Linked DNA regions of Mus musculus: region 1 is linked to region 2. Evidence: chromatin contacts called from public HiChIP or PLAC-seq data. All regions are on one chromosome and are shown on one strand. Each heading gives the region's core, a stretch centred on a gene start, on an enhancer-like site or on the middle of the called end of the contact. The rest is flanking DNA. Distances are from core to core; before and after follow the strand shown. Region 1 overlaps Gm36355 (a long non-coding RNA gene). Region 2 has its middle 19 kb from the start of Gm38876.

Region 1 (4,048 bases), core at 321-2,820, 570 kb before region 2:
TGCAATCTAAGTCTCTAAGCCTGGAAGGAAAAGTTGAGGCCCATGCAGTGAGGGATTGCCTGGTGTCCTTAGGAGTTTGCATCTTTTCACAAATGGACACCTGGAAGGCTCTGTGTGTGTGTGTGTGTGTGTGTGTGTGTGTGTGTGTGTGTGACTCAGTCCAGCTTGGACTGTGGAGGTCTGGGGTGGAAAACAAGCCAGAGGGCCCAGGCTGAGCGGAAGAGGCTGTTACAAGCTGCAGGCAAGAGAGCCTCAGGCTTGCCCACCTTACATCCTGTTTCCTCCCAGCTCCCTGAGCAATCTTTCCACTTACGCTCACCCTCCTCCCAGAGCTCCTCTCTGATTCCTGCTCTCTCTCTGGTGCTGGGATTTGAACCCAGCACTTTATACTCGTTAGCCTTTTATTTTTCCCACCCTCTTTGCACTCTCAAGGGATTCAGTCACAGTGAGTCTTAACCTGCCAGAGGTCAGAGAGCTGAGTGGTCTAAAGACTAAGGAAAGAAAATCACACAGGCTCTGTGTACAAGTGCTCTGTGCAAGCAACACGGCATGGCATTTCACAGACCCCAGCCCTGCTTATGTTTGTGAACAACCAGGAAGGCAGACACCCTGAAGGTATCAGCTGTGCTTTGTAAATGTCCTGGGAATGGGTGTGCAGCTGAGGCAGGGAGGGGAGCCTGAGAGGGGACAGAGAGATGGCTCAGTGGTTAAGAGCACTGGCTGCTCTTCCAGAGGATCTGGGTTTGATTCCCAGCACCTACATAGCAGCTCACAACCATCTTTAACTCCAGTTCTGGGGAGAGCCAATGCTGTCCTCTGGCTCTTGAGAGTGCCAGGTACACACATGAAGCACGAACATACATGCATGGCTGGAAGAGATGTTGATTGACATGAGTTTCAGGCCAGCTCAGACTACAGAGTGAGACCCTGTCTCTAAACAACAACAACAACAACAACAACAACAACAACAACAACAACAACATAACCAGAAGGAAAAAAGGGGGGAACCCTAGGCCAGAGAGAGCCCCAAGTGACTGCAATGTCATCATTTTCCCTCCCTCCCTCCCTCCCTCCCTCCCTCCCTCCCTCCCTCCCTCCCTCCATGGGTTCCTCCCTCCTTCCCTCTCTCCTTCTTTCCCTCCCTTTTTCTCTCCCTCCTTCTCTGACTCTGTTGTTCAGGGTGCTCTCAAACTCTTGGGCTCAAGCCATCTCCCTGCCTCAGCCTCTTCAGCAGCTAGGATGACAGGGGCCTGCTCTGAATGCAGTAGTATTTATTTATCCTCCTTATTCTGAGCCAGAGTCCCATATAGCTCAGACTGGCTTCAAAGTCGTTACACAGCTGGGACTTGGGCTAGTGGGTTTGCCCCTCCCACTGGGGTTATAGGTATGCACCTACAGTAACATTTCTGACTCTCAACTCTGCCTCCGAAGAAAGACTGGATATGCAGGAAAGCAATAGAGAGAGACAGGAAGGATCCCAGAGGGAGGTCTCGGGTGCCTTTAGCCACGAGGCCTCATCATCAGCCCCTCCCTCCCCTCTTGCTTACCAAGCATCTCTCTGATTTGATTTGGCTTTCTGTGCCTACAGGGAACTTAAGTGTTGGCAGCGGGACACATGTATCCGGTCCCTTTGGCAGTGACATTTCTCATTGTAAATTAGTAAATTGGGAACAGATAGTCCACAGAAGAAGCCATGAAAATGACTAATATGTAACATAAAATTCTTCCTCTCTAGGATTCAAGGAAACATAGATTCAAACCCAAACCCAGATTGTCACCACCTACTCAGTCAGAAAAGACTTGTTTGTTATTTGTTTTGAGACAGGGTTTCTCTGCATAGCCCTGGCTCTCTTGACCAGGCTGGCCTCAAACTCACAAGACCTGCCTGCCTCTGCCTCCTGAGTTCTGAGATTAAAGGTGTGCATTACCACCACCACCTGGCTTAATATTTTAAATAAATAAATAAATAAATAAATAAATAGATAAAATAAGCAAATAAAAATTAGAAATAAATTAAAAATAAGTAAAAATATGGTGTGTGTGTGTGTGTGTGTGTGTAGATATGTCACATGAGTGCAGTCTGGTTGTGGAGTCAGAAGAGGGAGTCTGATTCACCTGGACCTGGAGTTACAGGCAGCTGTGAGCCAGCTGATTGGATGCTGGGGACCACACGCAGGTCCTCTGCAAGGGCAGTGTGTGCTCTTAACCCATAAGCCATTCTACAGCCCTAAACCTTAAAAACAAACAAACAAACAAACACCCAAAACTTTTTTGTTTTGTTTTTTTAAGACAGAGTTTGTGTAGCCTTGGCTGTTTTAGAATTTGCTTTGTAGACCAGGCTGGCCTTGAATTTAGAGATCTGCCCATCTCTGCCTCCCAGGTGTTGGGATTAAAGAAATGTGTCACCATCACCAGCCTCAAGACTTTTGAAGTAAAGCATATTGCAAGGGCAAACCCATGGCCAGCCTGTGGAGATCGTGTTGCCTGCGTGGCCCTGGGACACTGGGTCTCATAATGTAAGTTCTTCCGATTTATTTACTTACGTACATTTGCAGTGCTGGGAATGGAACTCAGGGTCTCTTGCATGCCAGGCAGGTGTTCTGACCCCTAGCTATGGCTCAGTCCCTCTCTGTGCAGTTCTTTACGATCAATTGATCAATTGAGACACTGTCACCTACCAGAGAGAAAGCTGAAGGAGGCGTGGAGAAGGCTCATACGTGCACAAGGCTGAGGACCTGAGCTCAAGACTCCAGAATCCACAGAAAAGTGGTAGCCTGGATGGTTGTAATCCCAGCATCCACTACTAAGAGATGGGAGGCAGCGACAGGAGAATGGATGGAAGGCCAGCTAGCCTGGCTTATGCAAGAACCAAGAGACCCTCCCTGTTGTAAACCAAGTGAAAAAAAATGAGGATCAATACCTGAAGTTTGTTCTTTGGCCTCTATAAGTGCATTGTGACACAAATGTGCCTACAACCCCACATAAGAACACACATATGCACATAGACAGACAGACAGACACACTACATGTGCATTTGTGGCACACATGTGTCAACAACCCTACACAAGAATACATACACGTGCACTGGCATACCTGTGTCTATACCCCAATACCAGAACACACACAAACACATACACATACTACATGTGCTCTGTGGCACACATGTGTCTACACACACACACACACACACACACACTCTATACGTACATTGCAGCATACATGTAACCACCACAAGAACATACACATGAACACACACACATACACACATACTACATGCACACTGTGGCATACATGTTCCTAACCCCCCCCACACACACACAAGAATATACATACACACATGCACACACACGTACACACAAACACACACTTCTGTGCATACACAGAACAGCTAGAAGAGCCACTTCCTGGATTGGTTCCCAAACATTTACTGAGCACCTACTGTGTGCAAAAGCTTACAAGACACAAGCAGGAGATGGGGCCACATAGTAGGGAGGGCAGAGGCCACTTCCTGGGTGTGGTAGAAAGTAGAAGGGAAGGAGATGGGGAGAATGTTCAGGGGAAGTCAGCCCCTCCCTCGGCCATTACCAGCTTCTGTTGGTTCCCAGGCTTGGATGGTACCCAGGAACTGCCTGCAGCCATCCTCTTCATCCTGAACTCAGCTTACAGAGGCTAATCTAGTGGGCTGGGACCTAATCATAGCATTTAAAAAGCACCCCATGTGTTTTAGCTGTTTAGTCTGGTCAGAAAACCAGAAAACAGAAAACTGACAAATTCAGGATAAGGTGACAAAAAAAGACAGGATGTCGGGCCACGCACAGCTGGCCCAAGAGCTGGGGGCACAGAGGGTGGGTACACAGCTTGTAATACTGCAGTCACACACCATCTTGCTGGGCACTGGTTCGTTTTGAAAAATGTTGTTTGATTTAATTAATAAAAGGTGTGTATGGGTATTTTGACCCACATGTGTGTCTCTCCAGCATATGTGTGCCTGTTGTTAATGGAAGTCAGAAGAGGCCATCAGATCCCTAGAACTGGGGTTACAGGAGGT
Region 2 (4,093 bases), core at 1,432-3,931:
GAAGAAAAAAAAACCAACAGAAAAACGAATGATAATAAAAGCTGGGTCATGGGTCTGGGGATGGTCAGGTAGGTGAAGGTCATGGGTCTGGGGATGGTCAGGTAGGTGAAGTCTTTACTGAAGGAGCGTGAGGACCCAAGTTCAGATCCCCAGTACCCATTTAAAAGCTGGGCATAGGGGCTGGAGAGATGGTTCAGCGGTTACAAGCATTGCTGCTCTTGCGGAGGACTGGGGTATGGTTCTCCACAGCTCCATGGCAACTTTCATATGTCACTCAAGTTCTAGGTGGTCAGATGTTCTCTTGGCTTCTGAGAGTCTAGCCAAAGAAGTAGCTCTATACTGGGGGCGGGGGGCTGACTCTATCGTCAAAACAAACAAACAAACAAACAAATTCAATTAGGAACTAGGAAGGTGCCCAAACATGAAAAGTTTCCTTGGAACTTTGAATATGATTTTATAAAATAATGGCAGTTGAAAGTTCTGATAACAAGCCAAACATCTGGGAAATGTTCAAAGGGGATTAGGGACATGGGTAATGTCTTGTTTAGTGCCTGAGATAAGGCACTAACAGATAGGAGAACCTGGAGAAAGAGGAAAGTGGGGGTAACTTTCTGAAACTTGGTGTAGCAGCACACGCCTGTGATCCCAGCACTTGTCAGGCTGAGGCAGAAAAGCCTGTCCCCTGGGCTGCAGGTCAAGTTCTAGGCAACCTGGGTAAGGGAGACCCTATTTTAAAAGTAAAACAAACAAGGAAACAGCCACCTCCAAAGGGACATGTCAGCTGAGGGTCGGTCGTGGCTCTAAGAGGGAACCTTTAGGGTTAATACAGGCTGCTTGTTGGAATTTGATAGATGACTAGGTGAGTTCAGGTGAGTGGTGCCAGCTGGTTGGCAGGGGTTTATCCAACTGACAAGCAAATAGCAATGAGAAGAGACTTAGGGCAACGGATGGCAGATATTGCCAAGGAACGTAAGAAAGTGTTGACACGAGAGGGAGGGGGCGGAAACCTGTGTGGGATACAGTCTAATGGTTCTTTGGCAAAGGAGGGAAACCTTTCAGAATCTCCTTTGTGTGTCTTTTATGCCTCGTGTCTGGTAATGAGATATAGCCGACTGCCACCATCCACACTTACACATTTGCCCGCTCGACCACAGTTTGTGACTGGCAGAGCCTGCACTGTGGGTAGGTGGAGGTCAGGCAGGTTTGAGCCTCTCCACACTTCCCAAAGGAGGTTTAACAGGGTGATGCTCCGTCTTGTTCCAGTGCTGGCACTGTGGGTAAGCATGCCACGTTCTGGCCTGTGTTGGGGGAGGGGCTAGTATGAGTACCATGATTTCTTCACTTTCCTCCTTTTTCTGGTAACTTGTTTCAAACAGCCTCTGAGCGTGATGGTGAGCGTGCATCAGGTCCTTCAGCTAGGGGGGACTGGTGTCCCTCCCGTGTGGAAAATGTGTCTTGTGAGAAAGATGAGGTTCTGGGATGTGTGGTAGAGCTGAAAGCTGTGAATTCCATGTTAATGAGCCTGCAGATGTCCAGTAAGATGTGTTTAAGCAGAACTACACTTTGAAACAAGGCTGCCTATTAGTCAGTTGGCAAAATGTGTCTAGAGGCTGAAAGGAACCCCATTGAATATTTATGGAGTTTGAAATTTTTTTATTTGTTTTTATTTATGTGCAAATGTGTGCTTGTCTGTGTGTGTCCCACATGTGTGCAGAGTCCATTGAGGCTAGAAAAGGGTGCTAAAGCCCACAGAACTAGACGTATAGATCATGTGAGCTGCCATGTGGGTGCTGTGAACTGAAGCCAGGTCCTCTAAGAGTATGGAGTTAACTGCCCACTCTGCTCTCCAGCCCCAGTTCACGGTGGCTTCACAGAACTTCATTGTAGTAGGTTAAGAGAGCTAACTACAGTTACTAGTAGCAGTGGCCAGTATGGCCTAATGCTGTTGTAGATCCTGAGTTAGAAGACTTATCTAGGTTTTGACAGGCTGAGAATTGAGGCCAGAAGAGGGTGTGGGATACCCTGGAGCTGGAGTTACAGGTGATTGTGAGTCATACAGTTCACTTTCATGTAGGCTGACGACAGTGTTGAAAAATGCCAAGAATTGGGAGTCTGCTCACGAAGTCTTCAGCTTTTAGACACAGTATGTCAGTGTGTGCCTGTCACATGGTGTACTCTCCTTGGGTTCCCTGAGGGAGATGAATGAACTCCAGGCAGCAGAAAGAATGTATGTTGGCAGCAGGTAGCACTGCACAAGGGTCATGGAGTGTACTGAGAGTTTGGCTTTGCACTATGGCCACGATGGTTCAGGTGGCTCACAGTCTATGCTATGCATTTGTACTGTGGAGGCTGAGAATGAGCTGTGTAGTCAGGGCTGAGCCGGTAGCTCAGGGTGGAACGGTTTCCTAGTGTACTTAAGGCCCTGGATTCTATGCTCAGCACTTTGAAAAAGCAGGGTTTTGTTTTTTGTTTTTTGTTTTTTTTCCGTGCTAATGGCATTGCAGTGACTGAGGTGGTTAGACATTGCATGGTAGCACTGTCTACAATCTGAGATCAGTGAGAAGATGAGACACAAGTCGCATCCCCTCCCTTTCTGTGGGGCTGAGGAATGCTGCAGAGTGGAGCCTTGGGCCACTGTAGCATGAGGAAACACTACGTACTTAAGCAGGACATTCCTTTAGGATTCTGGCCCAGAACAGTGCCCCTTTGTTCAGCCCAAGTGCACTGAGGTCTTCTGTGCTAGGCAGAGGGAGGCAGAGACAACTATGGGTAGAGATGAATTGATGCAGCGTCTTGCTACTCCTCCCTGAAGCCCAACGAACCCAACTAGAAGGGTAGGAGGGTGAAGCAACCTAGAGGATACTCATCTCCTGCAGAGGTGTCATGGGAGGGGCCTCGAGCTCTTGCAGGAAAGGGGACATACCTGGAGCAGCTGGACCACATTATAGGACCATGGGGCCCATTGCCAACAGTACTGGCTCGTGCTGTGCAGCTCATTATGGAGGTTAATAAGTACCTGGGAGAACCCTCATGAGGACTTTAAATATGCGTGTATATTTTAAATTCATAGGCCATGTGGGGATAATTCCTGTATTCCAGGCATCTGCCCTGATGGATTTTCAGACATGATGATGTATAGACATAAGGAGATAGGTCTAAGTCAAAGCTGACCAATTCCCTGCCATCCCGGATGCTTCCAAGGATAGCTATGTGGGTCAGTTGCCATGCTTGGACATGCCCAGGGATGGAAAGCTGGGGTGTCAAAGGCTCCCCTGTAGATGTTCCTTAGTGGCACTCCTGCAGAAAGAGTGATTTTTAATAGGCTGTAATTCCACTGTGGAGATGGAGACAGGAAGATATCTGGCTAGCCAAGTTTAGCCAAATCAGCAAGGTCCAGGCTAGTGGTAAACCCGGTTTCGACAGGTAGGGTAGAGAGTGATTGCAGAAGACACCTGGTGCTGACTTGTGTATTGATATGTGTGTATTGAATGGTCACCACACACAACACACACATATCTTAAACAAAACAAAACATAGTAAAAAGAGGAAGGGGTGGATGGGAGAGAATGGCTTGTGGGTACCAAGTTACAGAGGGGAAGTCATTTTGGTGTCCTGAAGTCTGAAATTAAAGGCGAGTCCCACCATGCCCGGGCATCATTGCTTTTAAGGGACTGTCTTACTTTCCTGTTGCTGTGATAGCATATCATGGCTAGAAGCAACTTGAGGAAGAAAAACTTTATTTTGGCTTACAGGTTCAGAGGGCTAGAGACCTTGTTGCAAGGAAGACATAGGGGAACAGGAAGCCAGATGATCATGTGATCTTTTTTTGTTGTTTTTGTGTGTTTGTTTTTTTGTTTGTTTGTTTTGTTTTTCGAGACAGGGTTTCTCTGTGTAGCCCTGGCTGTTCTGGAACTCACTTTGTAGACCAGGCTGGCCTCAAGCTCAGAAATCTGCCTGCCTCTGCCTCCCAAGTGCTGGGATTAAAGGCGTGTGCCACCACTGCCCGGCGATGATCTTGTTTTTATCCACAAACAGGAAGCAGGGAGGACACAGTAAGGGAAGGCCACAGATCCTAGGAGCCCACCTCTCAGTG

The links. HiChIP or PLAC-seq counts read pairs in DNA pulled down with a chosen protein or histone mark.
Region 1: a contact with region 2 is called in an H3K4me3 HiChIP or PLAC-seq map of embryonic midbrain, with 5 times the contacts expected there. The contact joins two enhancer-like sites. A contact is called at or near these places in 4 of 39 promoter capture datasets (the 3T3-L1 cell line, embryonic stem cells and hippocampal neurons), 4 of 484 Hi-C or Micro-C datasets (the N1E-115 cell line and embryonic stem cells), 11 of 115 datasets of contacts at active chromatin or transcription factors (the NIH/3T3 cell line, acute myeloid leukemia, craniofacial prominence and 8 more) and 1 of 9 other capture datasets (embryonic stem cells).

The regions. Positions count from the first base shown.
Region 1 is chr6:115,529,838-115,533,885 of GRCm38.p6, reverse strand. It overlaps Gm36355 (a long non-coding RNA gene), which reads left to right. Exons shown (of 7, transcript XR_869382.3): 6 at 2,381-2,516. Among named protein-coding and RNA genes, the nearest start is that of Gm36301, 12 kb to the right of the region's middle. Within about 2 kb of position 1,570, at least 4 of the 459 cell types and tissues checked have an H3K27ac peak or open chromatin away from gene starts, as enhancers often do.
Region 2 is chr6:114,962,424-114,966,516 of GRCm38.p6, reverse strand. It overlaps a transcript of Vgll4 not described here. Among named protein-coding and RNA genes, the nearest start is that of Gm38876, 19 kb to the right of the region's middle. Within about 2 kb of position 2,681, at least 56 of the 459 cell types and tissues checked have an H3K27ac peak or open chromatin away from gene starts, as enhancers often do.